2 separate regions of the Lactuca sativa genome follow, and region 1 is linked to region 2. The links are chromatin contacts, called in public Hi-C maps. All regions are on one chromosome and are shown on one strand. The core of a region is the stretch at or near the end of the contact, and the rest is flanking DNA. Distances in the headings are between cores, read along the strand shown. Region 1 holds the start of LOC111882299 (glutamate--glyoxylate aminotransferase 2). Region 2 holds the start of LOC111882282.

Evidence for each region. Hi-C and Micro-C count contacts between places; a contact is called where the count stands out from the background.
Region 1: a contact with region 2 is called in a Hi-C map of leaf, with 9 times the contacts expected there. The contact joins the promoter of LOC111882299 here to the promoter of LOC111882282 in region 2. A contact is called at or near these places in 2 of 4 Hi-C or Micro-C datasets (leaf and seed).

What each region holds. Positions count from the first base shown.
Region 1 is chr8:284,448,087-284,453,761 of Lsat_Salinas_v11, reverse strand. It overlaps LOC111882299 (glutamate--glyoxylate aminotransferase 2), which reads right to left and starts at 2,340. Exons shown (of 14, transcript XM_023878656.3): 1 at 2,127-2,340; 2 at 1,414-1,572; 3 at 884-949; 4 at 692-809; 5 at 511-592; 6 at 333-420; 7 at 1-125. The coding sequence starts at 1,530.
Region 2 is chr8:284,272,938-284,278,152 of Lsat_Salinas_v11, reverse strand. It overlaps LOC111882282, which reads right to left and starts at 1,966. Exons shown (of 10, transcript XM_023878633.3): 1 at 1,443-1,966; 2 at 479-949; 3 at 232-389; 4 at 18-101. The coding sequence starts at 1,821.

The sequences.
Region 1 (5,675 bases), core at 1,091-3,590, 180 kb before region 2:
TGGCGAAGGTTGTGGATATCAAGACCCCAATTAGCAGTCTCTTCAAGAAAATATGGAACAAGAGATCCACCATACAGAGATATGGCAGCTGAGTACAGTGGATACTGAGGGACTGGAACCAAAATCTATAATAAAAAAATTATAAAATTATAAAATGAATAATCTAATTATGCAAGAATGATGTTTAATCAATGTAACTTGTGATTCTTGAACACAAACTTGTGGCGATTATTGTGAAAGAAAAACAAAAGAGTTTCTTTTTTTTTTTTTAAGTTTTGAAAAAAAAAATATTGAGACAATGAAAGTATAGTGAAGGTAAAAAGACAACATACCCCATCACCTGGACCACGAATAACTGTTTGCAAAATCTGCATTACTCCTTTACTGGCACCATCAGTGAGATATATGAGTTCTGGATCACTGTCATCAATTAAAAAAAATAAAATGTTACTTCAGGGATTAAATATGTGAAAAAGACAAAAACATCAGGGTAAAATTTACGATTATGACCTTGGATACCCATCACGTCTCTCAATGAATTCAGCAACTTCTTTCCTTATTCCAGGAAGACCACGGGAATCACTATAAGCACCTAAAGAATCAATAACACAATGTTACTCCAAAGAAAAAGAATGAAAAATAGTAAAGACTTTGACTTAAATTAAAAGGGTATATTTGGAAAAAAAAATACCTAGACCCCCTGAAGTATAAGAAAGATACAGTTTAGCTTTTGCAATTGCATCAGCTGGGAACAGAAGTCCTACATTTGGATCATCAAGAAGAAATGGAGCCTGGCAAAGGGCAACCACCTGGAACAAAATGTATATGTTTGGTTGGTTAGATAAAGGGTATTTATGTCAATTTATGTTTAATTAGTACAAACCTGGCGAGGGAATGTTAGAGGCTTCTGTCCCAAAGCATGAGGATTCCCCACATTTGTGAAGATTATCTGTAAGGGAAAAGTTAAAAGTTTTCAGCCATGACAGATGTTAGATAAAGGGTATTTATGTCAATCTTGTTTAGGTATGGGTCCCAATTCAACTCTTTGTCTTTATCACACATTAAACAATAACACACACTTCACATAAAGCATAAAGCTTCTTAATGGTTTTAAATCTTAATTGATTTAATGGTTTATATTTTCTTTCCACATCATTTACCACAATGCATACATGTAATAGTCATGTTAGTTTGTCCTTCTCTATAACATCCTATTGTTTATTTTGATTAAGTCCCACATGTGATGTAAGAAAGATTCAGATATACTATTGAAATTTTTATTATTTGTAAAAAAACTATGTTCTGTTTTTTCTCAAATAGAACCTAGAACTGAAGATATAGTAAGATTATAAGTTACCATGTGGAATTTACATGTTATTAATTCCAAATGAATACCATTCACTCAAGAATTACCTTCTTGCCCTCTTTTTGAAGCTCTGAAGCACGAAGATACAGCTCACCCCTCACAGCATACTGGGCCTTCTTGACATTCTCATTAATTTGGTCATAGTCCAACGATTTTTTTGACATGGTTAGTGCTTCAATCACCAGTGATTATAAATCAGTAGTAGCCTGAAATTGTTAACATAATCACATGAATACAATCAGCAATTCAGAAGTCGGAACAAAGATGAAAAGAAAAAAGATAACTAGAACATAGTATAGTGTAGAACGAGAACTACAAGTAGAAACTGGCATGCTTGCAAAAAAATCTATATCAATCTTTGTATTTGAAAACTAATATGTTTGACTTCATATACGAAGTGTATTGGGTATGCGAATCAAGAGGATGATCAGAATTCATTTAGCTCAATTTGAAATATGATTATGGTCGAATTCAAGTCCCAAACAACAAAACAAAGGATTCTCTTAATCGATCGGAAACATGAAGTTAATGTATCAAAGTCGTAGCAGAAGAAGACAAGATTCATGCATCAAAAAATAAATAAATAAAGAAGAATGACGAAATGAAGATGAACACATTCAACGGCAAATACAACATGAATTCCTAAATCGACAAACCCCAAAACCATTAACCAAACAAAATCGAAAAGTAGCATACTACAAGACAAAATAGTTCACCCCTTCTGATTTCAAACAGATCATCAATTAGAAGCAAATGGTACCTTCGTTGGTGCAGTGGAGCTGGTATACGTGATGAACTAGGGTTGTAACGGACTATCTGCTTGAACCCTTTTGAGAGAGCAAGCAGAGAAATTGGAACAATGGGGAGAAGTGTGTGAGTCACCGCTTGTAGTGTAGAAAAAGGGTGAGAGGGGGTGGAGGTGGCAAGTGTGAGGATGTGACAAAATATAGTAAAGGGAACATTGAGAGCCACTGAAACCGGGTAGATTTTGTGGAAATTATCAGGGTTTGTTTTGGGATAAAGTTGAGTGGTACTAGTGTGGTGGTAGTTGAAACTTCGAATTTCTGGTTCATATTGATTGACCATCTCCATTGTCGTAACCTCACCTCTTCTTCTAGAGGAAAAAATCATCCCAATCCAATAATGGTAGATATTGCCAAAACATGTGATAACCATTTATGATAAGTTGATAACCAATTAAACCTAAAACTATGGCTTCTTATAACCGGTTTGAATTGTAAATTGGGTCTAAAAAACAGTTACGAAATAAGCTTACATATAACTTTGTTTTAAACTAGTCAAAGTAAATATTTTAACTTTTAATATTAAATGAAAAATATTATGAAACTTTTTTAGAATACAATAGATGTCTATGGGTCATCATTGATATATGATTATCAAAGGAGGAAATAGGGTCTAAGTATTTGGGCTTAATGCAACTAATTGGAAGTAATAATATTATGAAATTAGAGTCTAAGTATTGGGGCTTAATCAAAAATTATTATCAACCCCAAACCATGGATCCAATTAGAGAAGATTTTACCAACAAAAACAACCATATAGAGTGCAAAAGCATATACATTTGATGCGTATGAGATCATAATTTATGCAGATTATATCTATAATGTATCCACACAAACCAATTCGAGTGATTGTTAAGATCTCATTTTGATCAAAGACTCATTCTTTTTTTTTTTTCTTTTGCCTTGGTCATATAAAATTCACATAAAGAAAGGGGGCTGGTTTTGGTCTCAGGTGGAAAAGATTATTGTTTGAAAACTATTCATTGAATTCTTGGTTGGTTAATTCTTTCCTTAACACTTCTTTGGACAAGACATTCGCAAGCTTTTTATTGGCCCAACAATTAATACAAGCCCAAGGCTAAAATGGAACTAAAGCATATTTTATTAATTACTACATAAAATAATCTGCACAAAAAGACCGGTCTCAGACCGGACCCAAAAAGCGAGATCGGATCGAAAAAAGACCAGCTTGAGACCGTCCCGGATCGGTCCGAAAACGACGAGACCGTTCAGAGACTGATCCTAAAAAAGACCAGACCGGTTTGAGACCGGTCTGGAAAAATAGACTTGTAACCAAACTTTATAAATATATAATTTATGTATTAATCATACAATTTTTAATCACAAACTATCTAATTTATTTCATTTTTCTTTTATTAAATTTAAACTATCATTTTTAATAAATCTTAATTTATTATTTTTGTGATAATCTCATATTCAGTAATGGGAAAACCTCGAAACCAAAACAAAGGAATCGAAAAATACAGAAATCGAACAAAAAAACACGTAAATCGAACCGAAAAAGGCGTACAGAAAGACCGAGAGACGGGACCGAAAAAGACCGATCCAGAAAAAAGACCGGTCCAAAAAAGACCGGATTGAAAAAAGACCGAACAAGACCGTCTGAAAAAAGACCGGAAGACCAGGCCGTTTCGAGACCGATCCAAGACCGGTCTGGGATCGTAAATGTGCATGTCATAAATTCTTTTATTTAACTATTTGTTCTAGAACTTGACGAGTCCAAGGAAGGACTCGACGAGTTCAAACGAAAAGTCTTGATACTGTCATAAGGAAGAACTCGGCGAGTTAGAGGGTAACTCGCCGAGTTAGATCGTGAGTTCGAGATTCTATGAATCAAGGAACTCGACGAGTTAATGGACCAAATCAGCGAGTTGAGTCAACCAGAGGTTGACTTTGACTTTGACCAGGGGTGTTGACTTGATTTTGACTTTGACCAGAGATGACCCTAATAGGGTTTATGGGTATGGGAGGGTAATTAAAGGAGATTGTTATGTGATGGAGTTTGAAAGGAGTTGATCCCAACACCGAGGACAGTTCAGCTACTTCACGATATTGAGGTGAGTTACCTTCCAGTAGGAGTATGATCTAAGGCACCAATGTCGGCCCATTAGTAGGTGATTATAGATGAGATGATTGTCTTTGTGATAATTGTTTGGTATGCCACTATATGATATGATTTATGTGCTAGTATGTTATGTTATTATGTGGTAGTGGTAGGGGTGAAATAGTCCCCGGTTACCGGTTGAAAGAGACTGAAGGGGAGGCCAGCACCCAGATATGCTAGGCAGTTACCCGTTGAAAGGGACCGAAGGGGAGGCCAACACCCAGATATGCTAGGCAGTTACCGGTTGAAATAGACTGAAGGACAGGCCAACACCCACATATGTTAGGCATTATGTGATTATATGGTATGTGGTATGATGAGGGAACTCACTAAGCTTTGTGCTTACGGTTTTCAGTTTTTGTTTCAGGTCCTTCTTCGTCGAAGGGAAAGGAGCCGGCACGGTTGCAGCGCATCACACACATGATTTTCCGCACATGAGATTCTTGTGATTGTACTCCGACATTTTTACTATTTTATGATATGGGTTTTGAGACATGTAATCTTTGGTTTTAATGAAATGAATTAACTTGATGATGTTTTCTTATAAATTGTTTTATGAATCGTTATATCAAAAATGAAATTTTTGGTCTTGAATTTTGGGATGTTGCAAGTTGGTATCGGAGCCTTGGTTTGAGGGATTCGGACACACCTTCAGGGGTGTTCGGACTCAAATAGAGGGTTTGAAAGATTTTTACGAGAAAATAGTTTTTCTAAAATTTAAAATAAAGAGTTTTGAGAAAGAATAAGGTGTGTGATGTATGCAATCGGCCGAGCTCAAGTAAGTTTTCCACAAGATACCCATACATGTTATGTTATGATATGATATGATTATGAGAATTGCATGCTAGAATAGGGTTGAGGATCTAGGATGGATGTCTTATATGCCTATTATATGAGAACTGCATGTTAGATTAGGGCTAATGATCTAGGAAGATGCCTTATGTGCCTACTATATGTGCTTATTGAGTTACATGATAGAACTGATTAGTCAGTAATATGATGGCTCGAATAGGATATGCTTGGTATGGTTACTCAATGCTCGAATGTTACTTGCTTTATGCTTTTAGGAGTTATAGTTATCTTTAACTAACTTGTAAACGAATACGTTAAGTTACATATTGTAAGGACTAAATAATTTCAGAAGGTTAGGTCTAGCCCTATTGTGTGACAACCCGATATTTCGAATCAATGTAATGACCTAAAAAGTCAAGAATTGTAATATCTTTTGATATAATGAAATTAGCGTCAAAAATAAAATGTTCAAAAGTCTCTATTGGGTTGCCTAGAATGATAGTTATCGTGTCAAGGTTTTCAGAAATATAAAGAACCCTAAAATCTGAGTTATAACGAAGAAGTTATGACCAATCAAAAATTCGTGTCA
Region 2 (5,215 bases), core at 717-3,216:
ATAACAATAATAAAGACCTCAAGAAGCGTTTTAGCTTGCAATGGTGTTATACAAGTATTTGCTCCCATGAATTTTAGCATTTGCTCCTCAGTTATGCCACCCTGTGCACATGATAAGCCAATTAATATGATTGATTTTTTATATGGAAAACTTTTATTCGAAATTACACCTCTTATATCCACATAATGTTAATGTTTAAAATTATTACAAAGTCAAGAAAATAAAAAATACCTTGGGTGGCATCCAATCAACACCATGGAGAAGAGATGCTTCATTGTAACAAGATCTTACAGCAGCAACAAAGAGTGTGCTCCTAAAGAAACGTGTGTTTCCATCATAAGGTTCACCATAATGAGTCAATGATCTAACATCAGCTACTGGAACAGGACCTAAAGATTTAATCAAAATAATAATAACATTAAACATAAAATATTTAAATTTATATAATCTTTCAATTACCCACTTTATTAATCAGTACCAAGCTCATCATCAAATGCAAGGCAGTATGCTTTAAGCTCACGATCTGTCTCCCTGTTCATTCTTTGACCTATCAAGAATGCTGATAGTAGAGACTCACTTACAGTGTCATGTTCCAATAAAGGAAGAACATCTTTTAAAACACCTTGAACCTCTTCATACCCAAGATGCCCACCTGCTAAAACTTCCCTTAGGGCACCCACAAGTCTCATTTCATGACTCCCATTCCCAACATATTGTGGCCCAATGGAACTCCCGAGTCTCATTATGGAACCTTCTGGATCAGCTAGAAAGATTATGTCTGAAGGAAGGGTTCGAACTAAATGAGGCCAATATGCATCCATTGCACGCCTTTCTCCTTCACTCCATTGAGTTGCTTCTGGAAATGTATTTGCACGAATTGTCATGGCTGCAAAGAAGGCTCCTAGTTGAGCTTTTGATACCTGTTCTTCATCTTTTAGGTCTCCCTTTGCTGACATAAGCATAAGGTTAATACATGAATCACTTAAATACTCCTAACTCCATTTCAGTTTGAGATTAATGGATGAAAGTGGACAAACAGGCAAGTTTGATAACTTCAAAGAAATTCAAACATGGAAGTATTGTAATACTCATTGGACACCCTAAAATTTGAATTTGTTTCATGACTAGGAGGGTTACAATCAAATTCACCATATTCTTTTTATAATACTTGGATCTTATTGATTATGTTGTCATGAATGCATCTGAATCTGAAGAACTAACATCAATCTGAAGTCAAAAATTAAACCATTTGATCTCAAAAATGAAACTGTGTCCGGAAACGGGCTAGCATCTACTCATCTAGTGACTAATCGCTTCATTTGAGTTTAATTGAACTGATACAACGCAAGAATTGAAAGATATAATGTTCATGAAATTAAGCAAGCTTTATAATCTAATCATAGAAACTAACACACTCAAAGAGTAAGCGGAAAATATTTTACCAGATCGTAGTATAGTATCTAAAACTTTGAAAGCTTGTGCTTCTGTAAGTGGTTTGGTTTGTGTTGGCCCTGTACAAACCCTGGTCTGAGCTTCTAACACCGTCAGGTTAGGTTTCCTATCCCTCTGACTCCGAAACGAAGTTGACAATGTAGGATTTCGTGCATCTGATTCAGTAAGTCCATAGTACTGATCAACTGAAGCTGAATCAACCACGGAATTGACGGTTAATTGGCGTTTCTGTTGTCGGGATAAGAGAAATTTTGCACCGTTTGCTCGGGGAAACTGTAAATACGCTCGACTGTTGGATTCAATCGATGAGGATTTGATTCCAGACGAACGGTTGATTGAGGGGATTGTGTTGTGGAGCAGGGATTTCATGGCGATCTTAGGAACTTTGCTTGAAATTTGGAGACGAATACATGAAATCGGAACTTATGAACGTGAAAATGAGTTGAAAGTTGAAACCAGAGAAAAAAAAAAGGCGGATATATCAACGTAAGGAAGTGGAAACTGGAAAGATTGAATATTGTATATGGAATTGTGCCTCTTGGATAATAAATAAATTTCATAAGATAAGAATAAAGCAACATTAAATATTTGTTTATTTAAATGCATTAATTTATAAAAATATTATTATATTATTTTAGCCATCAAACTATGGGATTTTGTTATTTGCATCTAAAACCATTTTTCAAAAGTCAAAACCATTATTGTATGGAGTCAAAATCATTAAAAGAAATAAGTTTACCAGTTTTGCTGGTGCCTAGTTGTGAGGAGAATATGGATGGTCACCGGAGCCGGAATGGGGGAGAATGGACGGAAGTAAGAAGAAGGAGGAAACCACCGGTAAGCTCAGCCAACGTAACCACATTCTACGTCTCCAACATCCCCGATGGTGCGCGAATAGCGGAGATAAGATACTCATTTCTAAGACATGAAGAAGTAGTAGATGTTTATATGTCAACCAAAAAGAATCGCAGCGGCAAACACTTCGCTTTTGTAAGATTCAGACAGGTGAAGAATGCAAAAGCACTTGAAGAGATATTACAAGGGATCAAATGCAAAGACAAAGCTTTGGAGGTCAATCTTGCGAAGCACCCGAGAAGGACAACCAATCCCTTAGAGGCGCAAACAACATCCAATCGCAGGCAATATCAATTCAAGCACACTGTTGGTGGGCTTAGAGATGATCGATCCTTCGCTCAGGTTGCTGCTGGCGGAAAACATGCTCAGCCTATAATCAGGCCACCAACCCAACAACCTGCGGCTCCTCCACCACCTATCACGATAAAAGTCAACACAGTCATGGGTCACTGGCTTAAAAAGAAAGTGCTAATCGGTGAAACATATAGCCTGGATCATATGGCAAACATTCCCTCATCGGTCGTCAATGGGGATAATATTAAATATCTGGGGGGTCTCAACCTGGCCATTTACTTCGGGAGTTCGGTAGAGGCCAAGGCCTTTCTAGAAGATAGAGGGAAATGGAATGAATGGTTCAAATGGCTAGTTTTTGGAGATCAAGAAGATGTCAAATTCGAGAGAGTAGCATGGCTTAAAATCGTTGGACTCCCCTTAAGGCTTTGGGATGAAGATACTTTCTCTACAATAGCAGGCAGATTTGGGAAGGTCATCAGTCCATTTGACAACATTTATGCTCGAAGGGACTATTCCATGGGCAAGGTTGGCATCATTACATCACGAAGAAAATGGATAAATGAAGAAGTGACGGTATCCGCAGGCGAGGAATTATTCAATCTCGGTGTCGTTGAATATACAGATGATTGGTCACCCTTTTCTCCGGCCTTGTTCGACAAGACAATGGAGGTGGACGATGGTAATGATGCATTTGATACGGGTGGGGAGGACGAAGACGAGGCGGTCTCAGAAACATGGATGCATGAAGATGTAGATGGACCGGAGGAAGGAGAATTCAGACCTGGAATCGATAAAATCAGAGATGTTGCTGCCGGAAGTACTCCGACACCGGCAAAGGCGGCAGTAGGTCCAATAGATGTGAATACGTCCTTTGGTATTCCAACGGTTCAAATTACCAATGCGCCTATAATCGAGGAGCCTGCATGGGAACACGTGGAAAACCCCAAAAAATCTAATTGTGGTGCATCACATGAACATAATAATGGCGCATGCAAATCTCAGGAAGTGCCAATTGGGACCCAGGCTGAGAATCCATTCCCTACTACAATCCCTTTGGGTTGCTTTGGCCCATTCCCTACCACAATTGCCCCAATCAACTTTTCGGCCCAAGCTGAAGATATAAGGGAAGCCCATACGGATAGTTCAGGTGCCAGGAGGAAAAGAAAAAGACCTAAAAGATTTGGACAAAAGTCAACTCCCCCATTTAATCTAGCCAGTACGCATCGGGGAATTATATTCGAAGAGTCTACGCAACCTAATGTTGGCTCCAGTCGGATCTCATCAAACTCTCTCGATTTAAACAGGAATCTATACTCGCACTCTTCCAATGGGATCGATTCGGAAAGTTGCAATGTCTCTAGTCATTCCCAGGAGCTTGAAGCCACGGCGGAAGTGGGTGTTGCGGTGGGTTTTCAAATTAACCCCAACGATGCAGCTCTTTGCGAGGTCATGGGTGAACCAGGGGAGAATATATGTGAACGATGAATTGTTTAAGTCTGAATATTAGGGGCATGGGGGAAGAGGCTAAAGTCGGATGGGTGAGGAAACTTGTGAAGATGCACAAAATCAATTTCGTCGGAATACAGGAAACCTGGATGTGTGATTTCAATAAAATAAATGTTCAAGGATGTTGGGAACTGGATGAATTCGAGTATGAAGGTGTCGATTCTAATGGAAGATCTGGAGGATTGCTTTGTGTTTGGAACCCTTGTTTATTCCAACAAACTGAGGTTATAAAATCCAAGAACTACCTAATAGTTATTGGACGGTGGAAGGGTCAAGATGGAAACACAATCTTTGCCAACATATATGCCCCTCAAGCAGCATGCGACAAGGTCAAACTTTGGACAGACTTACTCAATATCATTCGATCTAAGGTTGGAAGATGGGTAATATTTGGTGATTTCAATGCGGTGCGAAATCCAACTGAGAGACTTAACTCAGTTTACTGTCGGAGAACTGCAATTGATTTTAACAATTTCATACAGGAAGCAGGATTACATGAATTAAGCATGGGTGGACTAAAGTTCACATACTTCCATGATGGGGTTAAATTGAGTAAATTAGATAGGTTCTTGGTGTGCCATAACTTCCTCAATTCCTTTCCATCAGCTGCTGTAACAGCTCTTCCTCGGGAGCTATCTGACCATAGTCCGGTCACTCTTATCACACAACATATTGACTTTGGTCCGCAGCCGTTTAAATTCTTCAATTCCTGGCTTATGATTGAAGGTATTGATAATGTTGTCCACACGACTTGGAATGAATTTCGTGGCTATGGACCTCCAGATGCATACCTGGCTGCAAAACTTAAATATCTTAAAAATGCTATCCGGAAATGGCGGAACTCAGTCTACCTCAATGAACAAGAGTCTCTTAATGTTATGAAAAAGACTGTGGAGGAACTTGACAAATTAGCTGAAGTGAGGCTTCTCTCGGAGGAGGAACGTATAAAAAGGAACATAAGCTTTCAAAAAATCGCTGATGCTGAGCGGTTGAAAGCAATTGACTTGAAACAGAAGAGTCGGATAAAATGGATGATAGATGGGGAGGAGAACACTAAATTCTTTCATGGATACATCAATAATAAGAACAGGCGAACGAGGCTAAATGG